Linked DNA regions of Mus musculus: region 2 is linked to region 1. Evidence: chromatin contacts called from public HiChIP or PLAC-seq data. All regions are on one chromosome and are shown on one strand. Each heading gives the region's core, a stretch centred on a gene start, on an enhancer-like site or on the middle of the called end of the contact. The rest is flanking DNA. Distances are from core to core; before and after follow the strand shown. Region 1 holds the start of Snrnp70 (small nuclear ribonucleoprotein 70 (U1)). Region 2 overlaps Plekha4 (pleckstrin homology domain containing, family A (phosphoinositide binding specific) member 4).

Region 1 (6,488 bases), core at 253-2,752:
AAAGGCCTGCGCCACCACTGCCCAGCTTTACTTTAAAAATTTATGTATGTATGTATGTATGTATGTATGTATGTGTATGAGCGCTCTACATGCCTGTATGCCTCCATAACAGAGAGCATAAAACAGAATAGGGCATTAGATCCCATTATAGATAGTTGTGAGCTATCATGTGGTTGCTGGAAATCAAATTCAGGACCGTGGGAGGGAGCAGCCAGTTGCCCTTAACTGCTGAGTCATCTCTCCAGATCCTTCATTGTCTCCAATGAAGAAGAAAGAAACAAAAGAAAGAAGGAAGAAGGAGAAAGAAGAGAAAATGAAAAAGAAAAAGCCTGGAATTGTGTGCTCTATGCCTTTGATCCCAGCACTCTGGAGGCAGAGGTCAGTGGGTTCAAGGTCAGCCTGGTGTACAGAAAACAGGAAATATATATGTGTGTGTGTATATATATATATATACACACACACATATACACACACACACATATATATAAAAAGATAAAATATACATACTGATACAAAATGCAAAGACATCTTTGGCTATGGTGAAACTTTGTCTGAAAAAAAGTAAAGATAAAAACAACAGAACACATTAAAAAGGAAAAGTAGGGGTTGGGGATTTAGCTCAGTGGTAGAGCAAGGCCCTGGGTTTGGTCCTCAGCTCTGAGAAAGAAAAAAATAAAAGACAAAATAAAAAGGAAAAATAATACAAAACAGATTTATCTTTTTCTCTCAACAATATGAGCTCCAGGAAGAAGAGATGACTTTTTTTTAAAGATTTATTCATTTATTATATGTAAGTACACTGTAGCTGTCCTCAGATACTCCAGAAGAGGGCATCAGATTTCGTTATGGATGGTTGTGAGCCACCATGTGGTTGCTGGCATTTGAACTCGGGACCTTCGGAAGAGCAGTCGGCGCTCTTAACCACTGAGCCAAAGAGATGACTATTTTATCATGAGCCAAACGGTGGCTAGCACATACAAAAATTTTGGGAAAGAGTTCTCTCTCTCTCTCTCTTTTTCCTCCCTGTGACAGGGTTTCTCTTTATAGCCCTGGCTGTCCGGGAACTCACTCTGTAGACCAGGCTGGCCTCGAACTCAGAAATCCGCCTGCCTCTGCCTCCTAAGTGCTGGGATAAAAGGCGTGCACAACCGCTACCCGGGCAAGAGTTTCCTGTCAAATCCAACGTAAACGCAAAGACCCTGTTCATGCAGGCACTTTTTGACAGGCTGCGGAAGGATATGCGACGTGGTGCATCACTTAGACGCATGCGCACAAGGTCCGGGAAGTGTAAGGAGAAAGGGCGGACCTTCCATAAGTGTCTCGCGGTCATAGGCGGTTAGCTAGAGCGCGAGGCTGAGACCGACCTAGGTCCGATCACGCATGCGCAGTACGACAGCCGGGCCGCGGATGTTTAGCCATTTCAGAATGAGTACAGTTTTGGCGCATGCGCAGTGCCCCTGGTAAGGCCTGGACTGCTGTGAGGGTGTCGTTTGACTCGTACGGCGCATGCGCATTGCGAAAGGCGGAGGGATTCGAGTCGTCTCCACTCCCAGTTCTGGTCGCGAGCTGAGGCCGCGCGGGTTGTGAGGAGAGGTCTGGTTTGCGCGCGCTGCGCGGACCACCGAAGCTACCTGACGCGGGCGCCGCCGAAGTGGAAGTCGGAGCGGGAGTTTTTGTTTGTGAAGGGCGGCCGCGAGGCCTGAGGCTAACGTCAGGCTGAGGAGAGCGCCGCGCGGTGAGTGAGTGGGTGAATGAGAGGCCTTAACGGGGAGTGGGGCCGCTACCCACAAGCCCTTGCGGGGTTCCCGAACCCTTTCCCCGCTGCTGTGGCCCGTTTCCCGGGTTAGTGCCTTTGACTTCTCCCTCTGCGTCCCCCATCCTTTACCCAGAGTTCTCTGGGCACTCCAGCCTTCTTTCCCTCAGGATCCCCCTCCCCCAATCTCCTGCGGTCCCCTACCCACAGGCCCTTGCGGTTTGTGTGTTGCCTTTTTTTCTCGCCTTTTTTTTTTTTTTTTTTTTTGGTCGCATCCTGGACCTCTACCCATAATTCCTTTCGTCTCTCGGCTCCTAGATATTTTACGCAGAGGCCCCTGGCTTCCTGGATATTATCCTTATGGCCTCCCTTGAAATCCCTACTTCATAATCTTAAAGGTATGAAGCGAGCAACCTCTAGAGCGCGAGGCTTCGACCTGGGTCCCACACCTCCTACTCCTTTTCCCCTTTGTTTTCTGTTACCAGCCTTAAGTTTTTCAGCTCTTACCAAGAGCTTTTCTTCAAGCAGATGTTGGTCACTCCCTTGACCAGGATAGCAGCATCCGTCTCCAAATCTCACACCTGTTTGTTTGTTTGTTTGTTTGTTTTGGGTGAAGGGGGCCTAAAAGAAAGCAGTGCTAAGTAAAGTATGCTAACATAACGTTTCTGGTCTTAGATTTGGCAAGATGACACAGTTTCTGCCTCCCAACCTTCTGGCCCTTTTTGCACCCCGAGATCCCATCCCATACCTGCCACCCCTGGAAAAGCTGCCACATGAAAAACACCATAACCAACCTTACTGTGGCATTGCACCATACATCCGAGAGTTTGAGGTGAGCATGTTGGGAGGGAGGGTTTAGCTCTGGATGGGGCAGGCTACCCTGAGGCATTCGGCTTCAAAACAGTTTTAGTTGTGTGGTTCACACATGTGGCTTTTACGTTTTCTGATCATGTTTTGTGCTTTTGTGTGCATTTTAATTTTTTTAATTATACTTTTGTATATGTGGGTGTATGTGCAAATCTGTGAATGTCGGAGGACAGCTTGAAAGAGGCCATTCTCTCCATCTTGTGGGTCCAAGAGATGAAGCCTAGGTTGTCAGGCGTGGCTGCAAGAGCCTTAGCCTGCAGAACCATAGTGCTAACCTCTTTTCGTTGAGTTTTGAGATACGGTTTTGCTGTGTAGCTTAGATCTTATGGCAGTCCTTTCTCAGTCATGTAAATGCTGCATGTAATGGGTGTGTGCTTCCAGGAGCGGCTCATTTCCTTGTAGGGTTAAGAATATCTTTTGTATGGATGTGGTAGTCCCTAGCCCAAGTGATTGGCCAAATTGGTTACATTGGCAATTGTGTCTCCACCCTGACTCCTAAGTCCCCAGACAGGGTTTCTCTGTGTAGCCCTGGCTGTTCTGGAACTCACTCTGTAGACCAGGCTGGCCTCAAACTCAAGAGATCTGCTTGCCTTTGCCTCTCCAGGGTTAGGTGATCCACCTCTGTCGATTTTGTTTTGTTTGTGGGTTGTTGTTGTTTTGACTCTTTGGCTGGGGGGTGGGGGGAATACATTCTTTCATGGTCTTGTAGATTTCTCCTTGTCACTAAGGCTAAACTTGAACTCTTGATGCTTACTGTACTCAAAGAGTTAGAATTATAAGTATCTGCCACTAACCCAGAAAACATAATGTTTAACGCATTGGTTAGGTTGGCCTTTAGCAAGAGGTAGCAGTAAGATGAAACCAGTAGAGAGCTGAGTCACAGAATTTATGTTAAAGGGTTTGGAATAAGGCAGTAAATATCAATGCTTGTCAATGTAGTTACTGTTTTTTTGTCTTTAAGAGGACAAGGTTGCGTAGACAATATGATTTAGCAGTAAAAGGTGATTGCTGCCAAGAAATCCGAGTTCTGTTCCTAGAATCCACAATATGGAAGGAGAGGGTATGCTCTAGCATGCTGTCCTCTGATCTCTATGTGCACAGTGATACGCACATACATCCTTAGCTAAATAAACAAACAGATAAATAAATAATGTAAAAGTAAGGTTATTTTTAGAAGAGGATAGTGTTTACTAGTGCTGAACACTATAGCATCTTGCAGTGCTCACAGCTGGGAGCTAGGGGTTTGGCTCTACTTGCTGAGTACATATGACTTAATCTGAGTCACTTGAGCTTCTTGGAGTCAGTTCTTTTATGCAGAAAGTTTGTCATGCCCACCTTCAGAGCAAACCTAAGGAATACTGCCATATAACCACAAGTCTTAGGAGGAACATTCTGATATTGAGTAGGAAAAGCAGAATTTACTAGATAACAGAAAGGTGATTCTTTAGTAATATTTGTCTGCCTACCTTGGTAAACCTCTACTTGAGAAATGTTATTATACAATAAATATTTAATTTAATGGATATAGCTCAGGGGTACCCTTTTTGCAGGTCATGTGCCAATTAGCATTTAATGATAGCCTGGAGAGGTATCATTTTATGACTTGCTATGTCTTTGCAGATTGTCTTGCTTTGGAGGTCTGCCCTGTCCACCATTATTTCAGGCATATTTCTAGCTTTTGGCTGTCTGTAAATCATATTTGGAACTGTGGAAAGTGACAGGATTCTTGGCTATGGAAGGAACTATGCAGCTTTGGTATTATATTTTACAGCTATGACATCTACATCATGTCAAATGGCTATAGGCATTTAGACTGATGTTCTTTTTTTTTTTTTTACCCTGTCCTGAGCTTGCTCTGTAGACCAGGCTGGACTCCCATTCAGAGATCAGCCTGCCAGTTCTCTCAAGTGCTGGTAAAGGTGTGTGCTACCATTGCCCAGAAATTGATGCTTTTGGTAAATACAAAGAAATTGTTTCTGTTTATTTTTTTTTTAAAGACCTTCAAAAATCAGACAGGTTTGTTTGTTTGTTGGTTTTTTAAAAATTATGCGTAGTAGACATAAAGTTACTTGGACTGGGCAGAAGTTTCTGAACACTGGAGGTGTCTCTGTGACTATGCCGCAGGTGTGCGGCAGCCTGGTCAGCATTGGTCCTTGGAGTATACCCAATCTGGACCACTCCTCCCCTTTATAGGGAACTTCTGGCATTTGTGTTGGGAAGGTGTATGAGAGAGTCTTTGTTGTGGTACGCCTTGCTATTCCATCAGCATTCCTTCCCTGTCACCTTTCTTGTTTCTAGGACCCTCGAGATGCTCCTCCTCCAACAAGAGCAGAAACCCGGGAAGAACGCATGGAGAGAAAGGTATGCTGTTTTTACCTCTGAGTCTTTTGGGTTGGCTTGTTGTATTTTTTTAGCTACTTTTTTCCAGATGGTCCCTGAAATGAAGATACTTCTGGGTACACTTACTTTACTTCTTTTTTCTACTGGCAGAGACGGGAAAAAATTGAACGGCGACAGCAGGAAGTGGAGACAGAGCTGAAAATGTGTAAGGTTCTCCCTCCTAGCAATCTTCCCCTTCAGTCTCATTTTCATCCTCTTCCCAGGTCACTTGTGGGGCTCTTCTCTTGGGAGCTTGAGAAGCAGAGTTGGGGTCACTTTCCTAGCAACCACTTGCACTGCACTTGGATTGGCCTTTGTGGGTTGTCCTGGTGATTTGTATTTTGATGTTAATTCTTTTTCCCCTACAAGCAATTGATCTCTTGTGAACCTTCTCCCCAGCTTTAACTAGTCAGTAAAGGCTAGAGCCTGTGATTGGGCAGTTGAGGAGAAAGGTGGGATGGGAGGTCTTTGACGGTGGGGGCAGGTAGAGAGGAAAAGAGGACGAGGACTGAAGAAGAGGAGGAAGCTATGATGGAGCAGAGCCATATATTGCCAGTAGTGAGGGGTCTTAAACCTGGGGAACAAGTTAGTGTAGTGTTAGGTCTGCCTGATCTAGGCTTATAGCTTATAATTATAAGAACTGGATTGTATACCAGCTTATTGGGGTCAGAAATTATAACAACACCAGGGTTTCCTTTTTACATTTTTTTTAAGATTTATTTATTTATTTATTTATTATATGTAAGTACACTGTAGCTGTCTTCAGACACTCCAGAAGAGGGCATCAGATTTCGTTACGGATGGTTGTGAGCCACCATGTGGTTGCTGGGATTTGAACTCTGGACCTTCAGAAGAGCAGTCGGCGCTCTTAACCACTGAGCCATCTCTCCAGCCCCCATTTCTTTCTTTAAAAAAAAAAAGATTTATTTATTTTATGTATACAGGTACACTGTATCTGTCTTCACACACCCCAGAAGAGTGTGTCAGAACTCATTACGGATGGTTGTGAGCCACCATGTGGTTACTGGGATTTGAACTCAAGACCTTCGGAAGAGCATTCAGTACTCTTACCTGTTGAACCATCTCTCCAGCCCCCCTTTTTACATTTCTTGTATGTTTTATTAATTTTTCTTATATATGTATGAGAGTATTAGAAAAGGGCATAGAATTCCCTGTAACTGCAGTTGGACAGTTATGACTTGTTTTGCAGCAGCTGGGAATCAAACTCCAGCCTTCTGGAAGAGCAACCAGTGCTCTTAACTGTTGAGCCATCTTGCCATCTCCAGTTGGTTTAGGCTTTTAACATGTGGGAGACTTTTAAAAGACCATATTCCACTGTGTTTTCAGGTAAGGTATGAGGTGATCTGGCTGGTTGGTCCTGACTGTTTCCCTAGTTCTCTGATCTTGGAATTGGAGATGCTACACCCTCCAGATATGGAGGATTTAAGTAGTACTTGGTAATCAGACTCACAAAAGTATCAGATCTTGG
Region 2 (6,893 bases), core at 70-2,569, 140 kb before region 1:
GTTCTTTCAGAGGACCTGGGTTCAATTCCCAGCACCCATGTGGTGGCTCACAGCTATCATTTGGGGGAAGAAAGGCATCTATTGGTCTTTCTGAAGCCCAGGGTTCAGGACCCAGCACCTACACCGTAGCCTGCAGTCACCTGCAACTGCAGATCTAGGGAATCCAATGCCTTCCAATTTCCCTGAACACGAGGCATGCAGAAATTACACTAACATACATGCAGGTAGAACGTTTAAATATGTCTATTTAACATAGCAAAGCGGGCTCAGCATTCAGAAGAGTCCTGGTTCCTCTCAGCACTTTTCTCATCCAGTCCCCTAACCTGAACCCATCCGGCCCCTGAAAACTTCCTCCCCCCGCCCCCCCCTTCTCTGGTTTCTGTATAACCTCAGCCATTTTGGCTTCTTGGTCTCAGTCCTCAGCTCCCCTCTTTGCTCCTTCTGTTTTCTCCTCTCCTCTCCTCTCCTCTCCTCTCCTCTCCTCTCCTCTCCCCTCCCCTCCCACCCATCCCTTTCTCTCCCCCATGGCCTCCCTTGAGCCTGCTGGCCTGGTTCAGTCTGGCCTCTTCCAGGTGCCTCTGGCTGTTCTCTCCCTTGTATCTATACTAATAAATCTTCTCGGCTATAGCTAGGATCGCTCATGTCCTCATTTCTTTATTCCATATCTTGCTCTATCAGTCATGGGAAAACAATAAGAGCAGCTACCCAGGGAGCCTCATATCAAGGCTCTTTGGCCAGGAGACAACTATCCTAGGGGAGGGGGGTGCTGAGAAGGTCAAGCAAGAGACGGAATCTACTGGATTCCTGGGGCTGCAGGAGACCTACCAGCAAAATCATGGAGGCCTGGGTCCCAGGAGGTCTTGGGGGCAGCTGGAGATAGGTGGACGAACCAGAGGTGGCCTGGGTAGACTGAAATGCATAGAAACATCTGGTTAAGTCTAGTGGCCCTGGCCATCATCTGAGCTACTCTGGAGGGCTGGGTTTTAGAGTAAGTTTAAGGCCTACCTGGACAACTTAGAGAGACCCTGTCTCAAAATGAGAAGCTAAAAAGAGGACCGTGGAGTAGGTCAGTGGTAAAGTACTTGCCTAGAACAGTCACACACACACACACACACACACACACACACACACATCCTCAACTACACTGGCTACATACACACAGGGTGCTAATAAATGGACTAGCATGGCAAAACCACTAGGGGTTGCTGGAAATTAGCTTCCGATATTCTGGGCTATAAACCCGTGATTCTTAGAGGGATTGTCAGGAGGCTGGCTATGTTGAAACAATAACTGGAATCCAAACTATGCTTTGGCCTCTCAGTTTCAAAGAGAGTGTTCTGGACTACAATACCCACAATACATAGAAGCAAAGGTACGCGAGCACGCGCTACCCCCCCCCCCCCAAAACTCCTCCACACACATCCTGAGACCTGATGGGACGTGGAATCACTATAGGAGCAATGGTACACCCACCCACCCACCCACAGCACCACCATATGGGGGGGGGGGGAGGCGGAGATGACCAGTTGCATTGTGAACTATAATCCCCATAATTCCTGGGAAGCATGACTCAATCACTGGCCTAGAAAGCGAGCCTGGAAGCCTAGTGGGAAATGTAGTCTGCTCCTTTCGAGCACCTGCGTTCTCTGCTCTGGTGTCCGGGGCTGGGGACTCCTGGGTGGCCGTTCTCCGCCAGCTTCAGAGGAAGGTCCTCGGCGTGGAATGGGAGGTCGGGAGAGGGTCTGTCTTTGGGGTCCCCAATCCAGAGGAGGTCGGACATCGATGCGACTCAAAGGAGTATGCGGTCGGGCAGGAAATGAGATGTCTCCTGCTGAGAGAGGGGGTCGCCGGGCCGGGGCAGAGCGAGGACGGGGAAGGCTCAGAGGGGAGGGAGGCCGGGAAAGGGGTGAGAACAACCTGTGGAAAGGAGATAATCGGGAAACTGTGTTAGCCTGAGTTCCTGCTCCCAGTCCATCTCTCTACCCAACAAGAGTATCTGGCTTCCCTGAGTCGCACTGCCCCTCTGCTAGGCAGAGTGGGTGTGTTCCCTTTGGGAATATATGCATCCATTTACCTGCAAAAGACCAAGCCTTGACCCAGGCCTCTGGGGTCCCATCCTTCCCTTAAGCCACGCTTCCAGCTAGCTCCCTCTTTCCTTAGACCTCCAAAGAAGCCTCACTGGGCCAACCAGTCCTTCCCTTGCCCTACCATTAGACAAAGCACCCAAAGGGTTCCTTCTTACTCTGGGCTCCGGGTTCTACGACTCCAGGTGTCAGTCTGCAGATCCACTGTAGAGTTGGGAGTGTGCGTTTCATGTCTGCCAAGACCTCTGGAGAGCCGAGCTACCTCTGGTGATTCTGAGATGCGCCCCTCTTCCCTTCTGTTCACCTCTGGGGGTCCTCCGGGTCCCCCAGGACCTTCCCCAGGCCTGGGACGTGCAGGTGACCTCGGGAGTCCGCTAGCAAGTGAAGAAGAAGAGGGATCTGTTCCTTATTCTTTTTTCTTTTTTTAAGATTTGTTTATTTATTTATTTATTATGTGTACACTGTAGCTGTCTTCAGATACTCCAGAAGAGGGCATCAGATTTCATTACTGGTGGTTGTGAGCCACCATGTGGTTGCTGGGATTTGAACTCAGGACCTTTGGAAGAGCAGTTGGTGCTCTTAACCACTGAGCCATCTCACCAGCCCCTGTTCCTCATTCTTGCTCCTAACAGGACACTGGGTCTACTGGCACAGGACCCAGTGCCCTGATATCTAGGAACTGGGACAGGATGGGAAAGTGCCCAAGACAGTCTGACATTTGGGGGGGAAGTTGAGGGGTGATGGTGATGTTGGGTTTTGTTTGTTTGATTGGTTTTTGTTTTGTTTTTGTTTGTTTGCTTGCTTTTTGAGACAGCACTTCTGTAGCCCAGGCTGTCTCTGTAGCCCAGGCTGTCCTTGAGTTCTTGGTTGAGTTCTTGGTCTTGAGTTACCCAGCATTAGTCTCCCCAGATCGGGAGTGAACCCACTTTTTAAAAAAAAATTTGCTCACAGGGACTGGAGAAATGGCTCAGAGGTTAAGAGCACTGGCTGCTCTTCCAGAGGTCCTGAGTTCAATTCCCAGCAATCACATGGGATCTGATGCCCTCTTCTGGCATGCCGGTGTATATGAAGATAGAGCACTCATATACATTAAATAAATACATAAATCTTAAAAAAAAATTGGCCCACAACAGGAAGGGTCTAAACTCAAGGCCATCTCGGATGAGGACAAATGGAACCCTTGTCCCACAAAACAGCAATCAATCAGGGCAAAGGTGGCACACACTTTAAATCTCAGCCCTGGGGAGGCAAAGACAGGTGGATCTGAGTGCCAAGCCAATCTGGTTATATAGTGAAAACCTGTCTCAAAAAAACCGAAACCAACCAACCAACCATCTAGGCACAGTTCTGTGTCCCTATACTCTAGGAAACTGGGGATCCGAGACAGATGCTGCTGAGAGCTTGTAGGCTGGTCAGCTTGACTAATCCAGCAAGCTTCCAGCCTAATGAGAGACCCTGTCTCATGGTAATAAGGTGGAGAGCAGCAAAGAAGCTCACCTGATGCCCAGCTCTGGCCGCCTCGTGCACTGACCCAGGCATATGAACTTGTACACTTAGATGCATTACACACACACACACACACACACACACACACACACTCACTCATTTTAAAAGTAGGGCTGGGTGTGGAGAGCCTTTTGGGGTGCCGCTTGGCAGGGATCTGACATTGGCCATGACAGGGACATAAACTCAGGCAGGAATCTGACATCTGGGCATGATAAGGAAGGAAGTTTCAGCAAGAATCTAACTCTAGGCTATAATAGGGAAGTGGGGTAAGGCAGGAATTTTAATCTTAGGGTGCAACAAAAGAAGTAGGCTTTAGGCAGGATTTTGGGCTTGGACAAGGAAGTGGGCTCAAGTATTTTGGTCATTATGACAAGTTCTTTTTAAACAACTGTCATGGGAGTAATCATGGGACTTTGCTTTCTGCCCTGTTAGTTCCTAATTGTACTGCTCGCCCTGAATATTTGCATGCAATTAAAATGGTATAAAAAGTGGATTGGGAAAATTTGCCTTCAGTCTCAAAATTGACTGGGGTCAAGTTACAATGTTGTCTAACTGTCTTTTTTCTTTTTAATCCTCACTCCAGGGCTGGAGAACCTGTTGACTGACTGAGCTGGCTTGGTCAGCTGGGGAGGTAGCTCATTGCTACACAGCTGGCTTAAATAAAGTGTGAAACCCTGGCTTCAACCCTCAGTAAATAAACAAGAACTGAGAGATAGATAGCTCAGCAGTTTGCTTGCTTCAGGGCTGTGCTTAAGAGCACTGACTGCTCTTCCAGAGGTCCTGAGTTCAATTCCCAGCAACTACATGGTGGCTCACAACCATCTGTAATGGGATACAGTGCCCTCTTCTGGTGCATCTGAAGACAGCTACAGTGTACTTATATACGTTAAATAAATAAATCTTTCAAAAAAAACAAGAGTGCTTGCTGCCCTTTAGAGGATCCAGGTTCAGGTCTTAGCACCTACCCTGGCAGCTCACAACCTCCTATAACTCCTTTAGTTCCAGAGAGATCTAACACTTCCTGCATCCGCCAGCACCCAAACTCATGTGTACACACACAGACATACAACCAAACACAAAATCACAGACTGCCTGTCTAGTGGTATAGGGGAAGTCCCGAGGGCAAGTCCACACACCACTGGGTTAAGATCTGGCTTAATCCCTAGTACCCTCAAGGCCACTAACAACTGTAATTACAATCCCAGGGAACCCGGCCCCCTCTTCCAGCCTCTGAGAGCACCAGGCACATATGTGGCACACATATATGCATGCTAGTAAACACTCATTTACATAAAATAAAAAGAAACAAATCTTTTTTTTAACAACACGGCATGGCCTCAAAGCTGACTTTGTTTAGAAAGCACTAGCCAGGAAATAATCCAGAGAGTTTCCATCTCCTTGGGTGGAGTTAAGCAAGTCTGTGGGATACTGAAAGATCAGTCGGGAGTCTTGGCTGGACAAGAAGGTAGGCAGATCTTAAAAGAGAACCCCTTTGAGGGCTGGAGAGGTGGTTCAGTGGTTAAGAGAACCCCTTTTTGCTATTGGAGGCAGTTCCTTGGGGGGAGGGGTCTTTGAGGGTAGGATCTCCTTAGGAGATAGATAGTAATTGCATATTTAAATGGCTGCCCTACAAAGGGAGGCGCTTAAGGCACATGCCCAGCTTGCACTCACCAATCTTCCCCCTCCGCACGAGAGGCCCTCCCCAGTGCTCGAAGCCAACCTCTCAGGTCCTCTAATGTGTCAGCTGCAAGGACATAGGTCCTCATGCCCGGGTGCTCTGCCTGCAAGGGACAGAGGTTGGGACCAGAACTCAAAGGAAGCATGGTAACATTTCTTATCTCCAAATGTGGAAGCCCCAGTGAGTAGTAACATCAAGTTCCCACCTACCACCTAACTAGCATCCACAAACAGACTCACTGTGAAGGTGAATCGCCGGCCACGAGGGGCTCCGGGCCCATCTGGCCTGACACTGTAGCTGGGTAATAATACACTGCCCAGGACACTCTCTTCTCTGCTATCTGCAGATAGGAGTTAGGTCAGAGGTCAGGAAGGGGTCCTGGTAACCAGAAGCCCCAGTGAGAAATTGGTGGAGAAGTCCCAGCCAGGACACTGACCCTTATAGTAGAAGAGGCAATGGCCTGAAAGGACGAACCAACGGCGCTTCCACAGCCGGAGGCCTGAGCTGTCCTAGGGAGAGAAACGAGAAAGAGGCTGAATAGAGGGTACAGAAGAAACCAGATGGAGCAAGTGAACCAGGGGGACAGAGGGATAGAGACTGGGGGAAGGGTGGAGAGAAAGAGAAAGAAACAGAAGGTCAAAGGCCCAGAGAAACCTGAGGAAAGAGAGATTGGGGGGGCAGAGACCCAGAAAGAAGGGAGCAGGAAAGAAAGATGGGGAACATAGACCCAGAAAGAGGCAGGCACAGGCAGAGGGGGACAAAGGAAAGAAAGGGAAAGAAAGATCGACGCAGAGACCCAAAAAGGGTGTTGTGACTGGGGTGGCCAATAGTCTGTTGATGTGGTGGACTCATGGATGGCTGAAAGCTCAATGCTGTGGCCGGTGCAGGTGATAGCACATCTGGCTACTTTTTCTCCCCTTGGAGTCAGGGTTTCCCTTTGTAGTCCTGGCTAGTCTGGAACTCACTCTGTAGACCAGGCTGGCCTCAAACCAGAGATTCACCTTCCTCTGTCTCCTTAGTGCTGGACCATCATCCTGCTTGAGTGTGGCCACTTTTAAACGATGCCTCTGAGAGCATCATGGCTTCTCTAGAAGCCTCAAGACCTCCCATCTCTGCCCATTGGGGTCTGAGAAGTTTCTTGGAAGGTTTGGTTGTGGTGATACACCACAGAGGTTTCATAAACAGGGCCTTGGAGCAAAAGTTCAAAGCCTGAGGTGTAGGAGGTGCCTCTCATATGTTGCTTCTCCACAGACCTCCAACAGCCTTTTTAAAGTGCTGTGGGTTTTATTTGTTTTGCTACAAGGTCTCAAGTAGCCCAGGCTGGCTTTGAATTTGCTAGCCTTGAAGAACCTCATGCCTCTACCTCCTTAGCACTGAGATTGTAGGTCCCTCCCTTTATTTATTTACCCATCCATCACACAATTTCTGCCCCACTCTGATTGTCATCTTGTTTTTTCTTTCTTTCTTTCTTTCTTTCTTTCTTTCTTTCTTTCTTTCTTTCTTTGTTTTTTCGAGACAGGGTTTCTCTGTATAGCCCTGGCTGTCCTGGAACTCACTTTGCAGACCAGGCTGGCCTCAAACTCAGAAATCTGCCTGCCTCTGCCACCCAAGTGCTGGGATTATAG

The links. HiChIP or PLAC-seq counts read pairs in DNA pulled down with a chosen protein or histone mark.
Region 2: a contact with region 1 is called in a FOXA1 HiChIP or PLAC-seq map of pancreatic cancer cells. The contact joins the enhancer-like site here to the promoter of Snrnp70 in region 1. A contact is called at or near these places in 17 of 39 promoter capture datasets (the 3T3-L1 cell line, the C10 cell line, the HPC-7 cell line and 11 more), 10 of 484 Hi-C or Micro-C datasets (the G1E-ER4 cell line, cerebellum, cumulus cells and 6 more), 5 of 115 datasets of contacts at active chromatin or transcription factors (embryonic midbrain, embryonic stem cells, intestinal villus epithelium and 2 more) and 3 of 9 other capture datasets (adipose tissue, liver and pancreatic islet).

The regions. Positions count from the first base shown.
Region 1 is chr7:45,390,756-45,397,243 of GRCm38.p6, reverse strand. It overlaps Snrnp70 (small nuclear ribonucleoprotein 70 (U1)), which reads left to right and starts at 1,502. Exons shown (of 10, transcript NM_009224.5): 1 at 1,502-1,735; 2 at 2,429-2,585; 3 at 4,919-4,981; 4 at 5,111-5,165. The coding sequence starts at 2,439.
Region 2 is chr7:45,533,222-45,540,114 of GRCm38.p6, reverse strand. It overlaps Plekha4 (pleckstrin homology domain containing, family A (phosphoinositide binding specific) member 4), which reads right to left. Exons shown (of 20, transcript NM_001381849.1): 4 at 5,705-5,777; 5 at 5,508-5,608; 6 at 5,262-5,371; 7 at 2,243-2,458; 8 at 1,638-1,917; 9 at 826-909. Among named protein-coding and RNA genes, the nearest start is that of Plekha4, 7.1 kb to the right of the region's middle. Within about 2 kb of position 1,319, at least 174 of the 459 cell types and tissues checked have an H3K27ac peak or open chromatin away from gene starts, as enhancers often do. A contact at or near this core is called in adipose tissue, cerebellum, embryonic fibroblasts and 8 more, where this site is marked.